Regions from separate parts of the Mus musculus genome. Here region 2 is linked to region 1. A link is a contact called in public Hi-C data. All regions are on one chromosome and are shown on one strand. Each heading gives the region's core, a stretch centred on a gene start, on an enhancer-like site or on the middle of the called end of the contact. The rest is flanking DNA. Distances are from core to core; before and after follow the strand shown.

What was found. A called contact is a pair of places that touch in the nucleus more often than the background predicts.
Region 2: a contact with region 1 is called in a Hi-C map of cortical neurons, with 2.4 times the contacts expected there. The contact joins two enhancer-like sites. A contact is called at or near these places in 4 of 484 Hi-C or Micro-C datasets (cerebral cortex, cortical neurons, forebrain and 1 more) and 1 of 115 datasets of contacts at active chromatin or transcription factors (bone marrow-derived dendritic cells).

What each region holds. Positions count from the first base shown.
Region 1 is chrX:166,801,635-166,806,465 of GRCm38.p6, reverse strand. Gm36547 (a long non-coding RNA gene) reads left to right here. Exons shown (of 5, transcript XR_878299.1): 4 at 3,619-3,682; 5 at 4,272-4,291. Among named protein-coding and RNA genes, the nearest start is that of Gm36547, 20 kb to the left of the region's middle. Within about 2 kb of position 2,930, at least 43 of the 459 cell types and tissues checked have an H3K27ac peak or open chromatin away from gene starts, as enhancers often do. A contact at or near this core is called in cerebral cortex and cortical neurons, where this site is marked.
Region 2 is chrX:166,950,065-166,954,895 of GRCm38.p6, reverse strand. No RefSeq gene overlaps it. Among named protein-coding and RNA genes, the nearest start is that of Gm30354, 68 kb to the right of the region's middle. Within about 2 kb of position 2,150, at least 42 of the 459 cell types and tissues checked have an H3K27ac peak or open chromatin away from gene starts, as enhancers often do. A contact at or near this core is called in cerebral cortex and cortical neurons, where this site is marked.

The sequences.
Region 1 (4,831 bases), core at 1,681-4,180:
ATTTGTGTATAAATACCCACAAAAATATTCGATGAAATGTTGTGTCTTTTGTCAAAAGAAGTATTCAACCAGGATGCCCTTGTGGTATTGTCTCTGGGTTTTATATTATGCTTTAATAGCTGACAGAGCAGCTGAGTTCCTCTTGTGCTTGTATTAAATCAGTATGCTAATTTGGAAAAATATCTCTAGTATTCACTCTTTCATGAATTGGTGATATATTCATTTATTCATATTTTCCTCTAAGTCTCTCCTCTCTAACACTTTGTCATTTTCCTTGCACAGATTCATTTTGAAAGTAAGGTTTCATGCAAATATTTTTTAAAAGAAGCGTGTTCCTTTCATTTGCATACAACTTTGGACTAGTTACTATGAAGAGCCAGAAAGCTGCTTGCTTTTGGACATTTTTCTTTAACCATTTGCTTACCCCCCATAAAGACAAACCTCCCAGTTTTTAATTATCTTGAAGCTTCTCAATAAGTAATTGTATTTTGCCCAAATAATACTTTTTCATGTCACACTTATAATACTAGTGGCATTAACAGTGACAAGGCCTTGAAAATGTACTAACATACTAGCAGTGAGGATCCTTGTTCCTTTTAGTGGGATCTGGTCTCTTGGCTCCTCCTTGTGTAGCATGTGCTGCTGATGAAAGGGCTTCACTCCTGTTTGTCTGGATTTCCCAGACAGCTGCTAAGTACTTTGTAAAGACAGCCTATCCTGTGTAGATCTGTCTGGTCCTCTGTGTCTGGTGTCTGCGGGCTCCCAGTATACAGCTGGAAACTGAATCAAAGCCACAAAGAATGTGTCTTACGTTAGATGCTGGGGAGGCTCTAACAATCCAGGACTGTCTCTTTCTGGAAATGTCGACACTCCCATAAGTCCTAGGAGACACCTGGGTTTCCTTCATGTGCTTCTGTCTATCATTGACCACATACTTCGAAACAAGTGGGAATTGTAGCAATTGTGTCAGCTGCATTCCAGATGACAATGTGGCCAAGATTTAGAGCAGACAGACTTAGAAAGTTATGCATGGCTCTCATTCCTTAATCTTTTCACCAGAGGCAAACACCACTAACAAGTAAGGACATGTGTTATATGTCATAGACATCATAGACAACGTATAAACATGTGCATTCCATGATTTCTCTTTTGTGCCTTTCAAACACATATATTATACATTTGTGTGATAGAAACACATTTCTTCTAACTTAATATAATTAAATATATGCTTTTTAATAGGTATATATTGTCCTCATTTTTCCTATTTTCATTTTTCTAATTTGTTGTCTTGTATGTGGAACCAAAATTTATCTAGGAGAGTTGCTGAGATGTAAGGCAAGCATATTTGCTTACTCAGCTTAGTTTTCAGAGGTACTTTAACTAATGTTACTAAGTTGACATTACTTTAGACTCTGACTTATGAATCATTACTTTTTAGTTTAGTATTAAATAATCTTGAGAGTATTTAAAGTATTCCTCACAATTTGACATTTCTGTGATATGTAAACATGATTTTTATATTTTACAAGAGCATCAGACTTACAAGGTGGTTACTCTAAAGAAATAACAATAATACCAATGCCAGAACAAAGATTATGGAATAATCTATTTGGGCAATATGGCTTAAGTGGGATGCATTTTTTTTCGATCAAGAAAATGAAAATGGTTTAGGAGTACATTCTTAGGGAGCATATGAGGATAAATGTAAAAATAAATCATTAAAACTTTTAATATGTTTTACTGGGAAAAATACATGCTGTGTTTGGAAGAGGAAATGGGCCATGACTAATCACATAATGAATTCTTCACAGAAGAAAGAACCAAAGGACCTGATGCTGAACAATGAATGAACTTTGAACTGCTCTGTGACACTGCTCCCAGAGCAGTCAGTGAGACTTCCATTTCCTTTTCTGAACCATTACCACTAGTCGGTTAAAAGTGGCTGTAGATGGCTTGGTTTTAACTGATCCCACTGTTGGTTGTAGGTGGATTTCCTTAAATAATAATGCTACTGTGTCTTCATTGGTTATTTGGGTTACTGATTGATGTTTATGGTCTTTGTGCCATTTTTTTTAAATTGGCTTGGAGATTGTTCTTAGACTCATGGATTTGGCATTCCTTTTTTTTTTATTTCTCTGTTTATTTAAGAACTATGTTGATCATATATATACCTTATCACAGTTCTATGAGTGTAGCAAGGTAAGAATTGGTCTCCCCTACAAACACCATTATATATTTTCATTTTGTACCTTTTTGGTTTAGTGAATTTTATGTTGATTTTTGTATAATTACATTTTAAAGCTCTGTTGCTAATAGGTTTTCTGAGAAGAAAATGTTCTCTTTCTTATGCCTTTCTTCTTTATGGGCTTTCTTCACACTAGTGCCCATGTTTTCTGAACATACATACATACCTTCACTTTCTGCTAGCATGGTCTAGATGATGGTTCCAAGCTAAAGACAAAACAAAACAAAACGAAGCAAGCAGTGTTAGCCTGGGGTGGTGCTGCACCTTTTGAATCTTAGCACTCAGGAAGCAGAGGCCTGTGAGTTCAAGACCAGCTTGTACTGTACTGAAGAGGTAAGCCAGAAGTACATCATGAATTCTTCTAGTTCAGCCAGAGCTACACAGTGATAACTGTCTTAAAAACAAACAGACACTAAAACAGAGTCTGAAATTGTGGCGTTGTTATTTTTACATCGAGCTTATTTAGAAAGAGAGATGCCTGGTGTTCCCATGAAGTCTCTCTCTGATTAGGGACTGTTAATTCTCTCCCAGAACAATGCTGCCAGTCTTTCAGAGGCTTCCAGATTTGATTCCTTTCTGTCCTCTCTGTCCAACAAATCGTCTCCACGCCCTAGCTCACAAGCCAAATAGCCAGTCAAAAGAAGCCTTGACGCGTAGCCATCTGTGAGTGTTGAAGCAGGGTGATTGTGCTCAGCCCTGGAAGCTGTCGGTGTAGACCACAGATTGGCAAACAACTGCAGGGTGGGAGAGGGGGTGGGGGTGGGGTGAGCTGGCAGAAGGTGACATGTGCACACTGAAACACACAAAGAGCTTCAAGTGATCAAGTGTCCTGCAGACAGCTGGGACTGAGGTTAGCCGCCACCACCTGCTGGAGAGCAGCTGTCAGAGGGGAACAGCCAAATTCAGGGCCCTGACACAGGCACTGCCAGCCCAACAGGTGAAGGCTGGAATTGAAAAGAGCCAGAATCTCTGGGTCAGACAATTGGCACATTGTCGCCTGGAATATCATGCCTCATGCCCCAAGTGAAATGTCAGCTGTTCCCCTGTCCTATGTCAAAAAATCTTTTCTTCCTCCTCCTCCTCCTCCTCCTCTTCCTCCTCTTCTCTCTCCTCTCCTCCTCCTTTTCCCCTTTCTCCTCCCCCTCTCCCTCCTCTTCTTCTTTCTCCTCCTCTCTTTCTCTTCCTCCTTCTTTGGTTTTTTTCTTCTTCAAGACAGGGTCTCATATAGACTGACCTTGAATTCACTATATAACTGAGAGAAACCTTAAAACTTCTGATACAGCTTACAATTGTGCACCACCTCTTATGACTATTTTAGTCCCCATTCTAAGTGAGATTCAAGCATTCTCACTTGAGCTTTCCTTCTTGTTTAGCTTCTTTGGATCTATGGATTGTAGCATGGGCATCCCATATTTTATGGATAATATCAACTTATAAGTGAGTACATATCATGCATGTCCTTTGGGGACTGGGTCACCTCACTAAGGATGATATTCTCAAGTTCCATCCATTTGCCTGCAAAATTCATGATGTCATTATTTTTTAATAGCTGAATAGTATTCCATTGTGTAGATGTACCACATTTTCTTTATTTGTTGTTCAGTTGAAGGACATCTGGAGGTCCAGGATCAGATGTGGGGAGGAACAAGAGGGATGGCCAAATAGCCATGAAAATGAATTGAAATATGCAACTGATGAGGGTGTGGAAGTAGGTGGCATTTCCAGGAGGAGACAGAGACTTGGGATAAGGAAGGCACCCAAGAACCAATCAATGGGGGTGTCTTTAGCTGTGACTCATGGCATTGGGGATATGGAACAGACATGAACTCTAAAGGAGCAATAGGGACACCAACCTACCCACACAACTTTCAACCCAAAATTTATTCTGTCTACAAAAAAATTAAGGGACTGGGGATAGAGTAAAGACTGAAGGAACAGTCAACCAATGACCAACCCAACTTGAGACCCATTCCATAGACAATCACCAACCCCTGACACTATTAATGGTACTCTGTTATGCTTGCAGACAGGAGGCTAGCATGACTGTCTTCTGAGAGGCTCCACCCAGCAGCTGATTCAGACAGATACAGACACCCACAGCCAAACAGTGTGTGGAGCTTGGGCACTCTTATGGAAGAATAGAAGGAAGAATCTCCAAAGGAAGACATGCAGACTCTACTAACCTGGACCCTTGGGGCATTCAGAGCCTGAATCACCTAGCCCTCCCTACACACATGTAGGAGATATGCAGCTTGGTTTTCATGTGGATCCTGAACAACTGGAGCAGGCGCTATATGAAAAGCTGTTGTCTGTACTTGGGCTATTTTCTACAATCTGTGTTGCCTCATCTGGCCTCAGTGGGAGAAGATGTGTCTAGCCTCACAGAGACTTGATGTACCAGGATGAGGGGATACTCAGGGGGCCCCCACCCACTCAGAGGAGAAAGGGAGCAGGGTGGGGAAAGGATTGTAGAAGGAGGTGACCGGGATGGGGCAGTGAGTGAGACATAAAGTGAATAAGTAAAATAATAATAATAATAATAATAATAATAATAATAATAATAATAATATTAAAACAATTGTGCAC
Region 2 (4,831 bases), core at 901-3,400, 150 kb before region 1:
GTTACCTGAAAGTCAGTCTTCCACTAGCAGCCTTTGGATGAAGACATAGAACTCTCAGCTCTTCCTGCAACATGACAGCCTGGATGCTGCAATACTCCCACCTTGATGATAATGGACTGAACCTCTGAACCTGTAAGCTAGCCCCAGTTAAATGTTGTTTTTTATAAGACTTGCCTTGGTCATGGTATCTGTTCACAGCAGTAAAACCCTAACTAAGACAGATTTCCAAAGTGGTTATACCAATTTGCAGTCCTATCAAAAATGGATGAGTATTCCTCTTTCTCCACATCCTTGCCAGCATGTTCTGTACTTTGAGTTTTTGATCTTAGCCATTCTGTTTGGTGTAAGGTGGAATCTCAGTGTCATTTTGGCTTGCATTTCCCTGATAACTACGAATGTTGCTTTATCTTATTATATTTTATTTTGTTATTTATTTTAAAGTGAATATTAAATGAATGAATGAATGAATGAAAACCTAGCCATTAGGGTAAAGGTTAACAATTGACCTATCACTTATACCTACTGGGAGAGGGGAAAATCCATTTTCTCCAATGGAGTGACACTGGGTATATCAAATACTCCAGGATAGGCCCCATTCTCAGTAGTTGATCTACATATAATGGACTTTGAGATTTTGTGTGTATGTTTTTATTTGGTTATAGTTTGGTGGGTCTTTTTGTTTTATATTGAATGTTGTTTTATTTTGTTTCATTGCTTTTGGGGGTCATGTTATATTGGGGTCTTGCTTGGTTTTCTTTTTAGGAAGGATTTAAAGATGAGTGGGTAGGGAGGGGAGTGATCTGGAAGGACTGAGGTGGAGAAGAATATGATTAAAATATATTTAAATTAATAAAATGTTTTAAATAATAAAATATAATAAAAAAGTAAAGAAGGAAAAATAAAGGAAGGAAGAGAGAAAGAGAAAGGAAGAAAGAAAGAAAGAAAGAAGAAAAGAAAGAAAGGAAGGAAGGAAGAAGGAAAGAAAGAAAGAAAGAAAGAAGGAAAGAAAGAAAGAAAGAAAGAAAGAAAGAAAGAAAGAAAGAAAGAAAGAAAGAAAGAAAGAAAGAAAGAAAGAAAGAAAGCTGAGCAAGCCACAAGGAGCAAGCCAGCAGCAATGTTTCTCCATGGTCCTTGTTCAAGTTCCTGCCTGGAGTTCCTGTCCTACTTGTCTCAGTGATGGAGGGAGTGTGAACTGTGAGCTGTAAGATGAGTCGACCCCTTTCCTCCCTAGGCTGCTTTTGCTCATGATAATTATCCCAGCAATAGAAAGCTAGTTCTGACACTCGCTAGCTAGGGAACATCAGCATTCTCCTGACAGCTCCCAGCTTCCTTCTTCACCTTGAGATCATTCTAGCTTCATCTGATTATGTGAGAATTCCATGAGATTTTATAAACCCATACCTGGCCACAGACTGTGCGCTTTGGAGCTGCAGGCCTCCTCATAGGCTTGGAGCTTATGAGAAATGCAGTTTCAGGCCCCAACTTTGCCCTGTGTGGTCTGAACCTGCATCTTCATAAGCCCTCCATGTCTGAAGTGCATGTGTCACTGTAACAAAAGACACATTGTAAGTAGAGAGAAATTTCTTGGACACACAGTGACTCGTTGCCTAGCTCATTCCAGGTAAGGCTAGCCATGGCTTTAGTGCCACAGCAGACACTCCACGCTTAACTCCCTGGATCCTCTTAGGAAGACCCTACTCTCTCAAATTCCAGGCTCGCGAACAGCAGGTAATTTTCTATTTCAAGCCAGAAGGAACAACCCTACCCACACACAAGTTTGAAGAATACAGTGAGGTACCAATCACAGAAACCTCACATTCAAAATGGACTTGCCACCCAGTTCAGCCCGAGAAGAGAGAAAAGATTTCGACAGATGCAGATTCAGTTCCGTGTCCGTATCAGGCCCTTCCTTGCCCAGCCTCTATGAGAGCTTAGGTTCAGTCCCCAGGGTTTCTGACCTCCTCATTTGCTTGCTTGATCTGCTCATTGCTTCTGCTTCCTACTCATGCTGAGGTTCTACTTGCCCCTTTGCGGGCAGGACAGGAGTAAGAAAAAGCATAAGAACAAAGACCCCACAGGGTCTAGACTTTCAGCGAGGGAAGAAAAGAAATCAGCAAGGAGAATGCCTTGTGCGCAGGGACGAGAGAGCTGCTGCTTCCTGTCAGAACAAATGGTGCCGCTGAGTTCCCACCACAGAAGTCAGCCCCCTCAATGTTCTGGCATGTGATTCTTTGGGAACAAAAGTGCCGTTTTGGAGTCATTAGCATTTGTAGCTATTTTATTGTATGAAAGAAATAAAACAGAATCCTTCCTGCGTGTTCTAATGAACAAAACACAGAAGCAACTTCAGCGAAGCTGGGGGTGGGGGTGGGGCAGCACTGCCTATTTATGAACAGGAAAAATGAAAGAATAACTAGGTAGGAAACCTAAGTAAGAAGATTTATGTGCTGATAAATAAAAATTCTGGAGGATCCTAGTAAGCCCATCATTCCCTTGTGAAGAAGCGCATAAGGACATAGACGCAAGGCTACTTTGGTCACAGAACTTGCTCTTTGACCAATCTTCCATGTGATATACAGAGTTTGATTTCATTTCATTAGACTTCATAGACCAGGATCGCTTTCTTTCCTTGGGCCTGAAGAAGGCTGAGAAAATCATAAACAAGCCATCATCCTAAATACCAGCCGCCAGATTTATACCATCCATTGTAGTGGAAATCAATATAGTGGGGTTCGTTTGACAGCTGAAAGTTCAGGGATAGGAAGTAATTTATCCAAGGTTGCGGCCAGTCCAAGCTGGAGGTAGGCTGAACGTCTGATCCCCTTGTGCAGCCTTTTGATATAAAACATGAACATAAAAATTGAAAGTTCTTATCTGGTAGATGTAAAACTTTTCTGTCTTGGCTTTGTTAATAAGGTACCCTCCCCCAAATATTAAGCAGTGAAGTCTCCTGAATATACCACCAAGGTTGTTATGCCAATGGATGCAGAAGCAACTTTGGGGAAAACGGATTTCAGTCTCACCCCACTTGTGAGAATTGGGTTTCCAGTCTAAGTCAGAGCAGAGAGCCCCTTTGGGTAATCCCACATGTCAAGTCTCTATTGAATATGAACTTTGAGATACTTGCTTATTCCCTTCCAGATATGTCAAATTTCAACAAAATAGGGGTAAAATCAAGTGCTAATTACCTGTAAAAAGGAAAGTGAAGTTAGGAGCTGGGGCTGGGAAGAAAGGGTCAAGAGAAAACTTTGTAGAATGAAGGTAAAAAATCTATTTTCATAGGAGTTTGGGTTAAGATTGTGTGATAAGCACCATCAAAATGTATTAGATATTAAATAGTTATCTAAGATTTGTATGTTTCATTATATGTGAATTTTAGCTTAAATACAATCCAATATAATAGAAGAATAACCAAGAAAATATTTAGGGCATAATAGAATTAATAATTAAAATAGTAAAGTTGAATTTTTAATCATCTTTAGCAGCCACAGTACATAAACATCTTCAATAACTTCTGCAAAGAAATGAAGTTTCCAGAAGCCAAAATGTGTATGGAAAGTAGAGGACATATGTTCTTGGCAATTGTCACAGTTGGCACTGCCAGAAAACCAGGTCTTTGCCCTTGAATGAAAAAGGCTTCCTTCAGCAGTCAAGCATTATAGGCTGGCTGCGTGTATGGAGCGTGGGAGAGATGCCAACGTATAGGAACTCTGCAATTTATTTCTGAAGAGACTCCTGCAGAGCAGTCGAAATTTGGCATCTAAGGATCGCTAATGTGTTCTTCCAAACAAATGTGGAAATAGGTCCAGAAGTGAGCACGGAGGAAGAAAAGCTCCACTTCAGCCTAAGATAAAGTGGGACTTGATGGTTTATGGGAAAAATTACCAAAGCATGCAGACAAATAAGAAATCTCAGCTCAGTGTGGTGCCACGTGCATATAATCTCAGCACTTGGGAGCTGTAGGCCAGATCAGGAGTTCAAGGTCCTTCTAAGCCATTTAACTGGCTTAAGGTCAGTTTAGGAGACATGATAACGCGTCTCAAGCTAAAAGAAGAAGAAGAAGAAGAAGAAGAAGAAGAAGAAGAAGAAGAAGAAGAAGAAGAAGAAGAAGAAGAAGAAGAAGAAGAAGAAGAAATTCCACTGACATTGAGTCATTTGGGGATTTTCTTTACTCTTCTGTTCCCACTTTCAATATTAGCCTGCATGTGCCCCCTAAATGTGCATGTCTTAGAATTTTAATTCCTCAATATGTCAGCTTTGACAAGTGGGATCCATGGTCTCATGAATAGAGCAACGCCTTTCTTGAATGGACAGGTTAGCTATCACTGGTATTCAAGATGTTCAATTCTTCTTTCTTTCTTTTTACATCTCACTTAACTTTCCAACTTCTGCCATGAGTTGAAGCCCTGCAAATGCCTTAGCAGCAGCCACCAAAAATGCTGGCACTATGTTCTTGGAAGGCCTTGTCTTTTAAACCATGATCTGAAATCAACCTATGCCCTTTGTAACTTACTCAATCTCAGACACTCTGTTATAGCTGTAGAAAATGAACATGACCTACACCCCTAGCTATTTAAATGGTTTGAACTATTCCAAGCACAGGGAAAAAAAAGCAACTAATAAAACAAGAGCACATTTGTGATCCAAGATTCTTTTTGTAAGATTGAAAATGTGTTCATTTTTGTGGCTAGACATATTAGTAATTAAATAGTTCAAGTGAATCTGTAGATTTTGCTGGTGTGTTTATGTTCATATAAAATTTGCTCTTTCAACACTTTCCTTCATCTCTCTGTTATGTATTCTTGGATGTGTACTTCTTTGGGGTTGATGA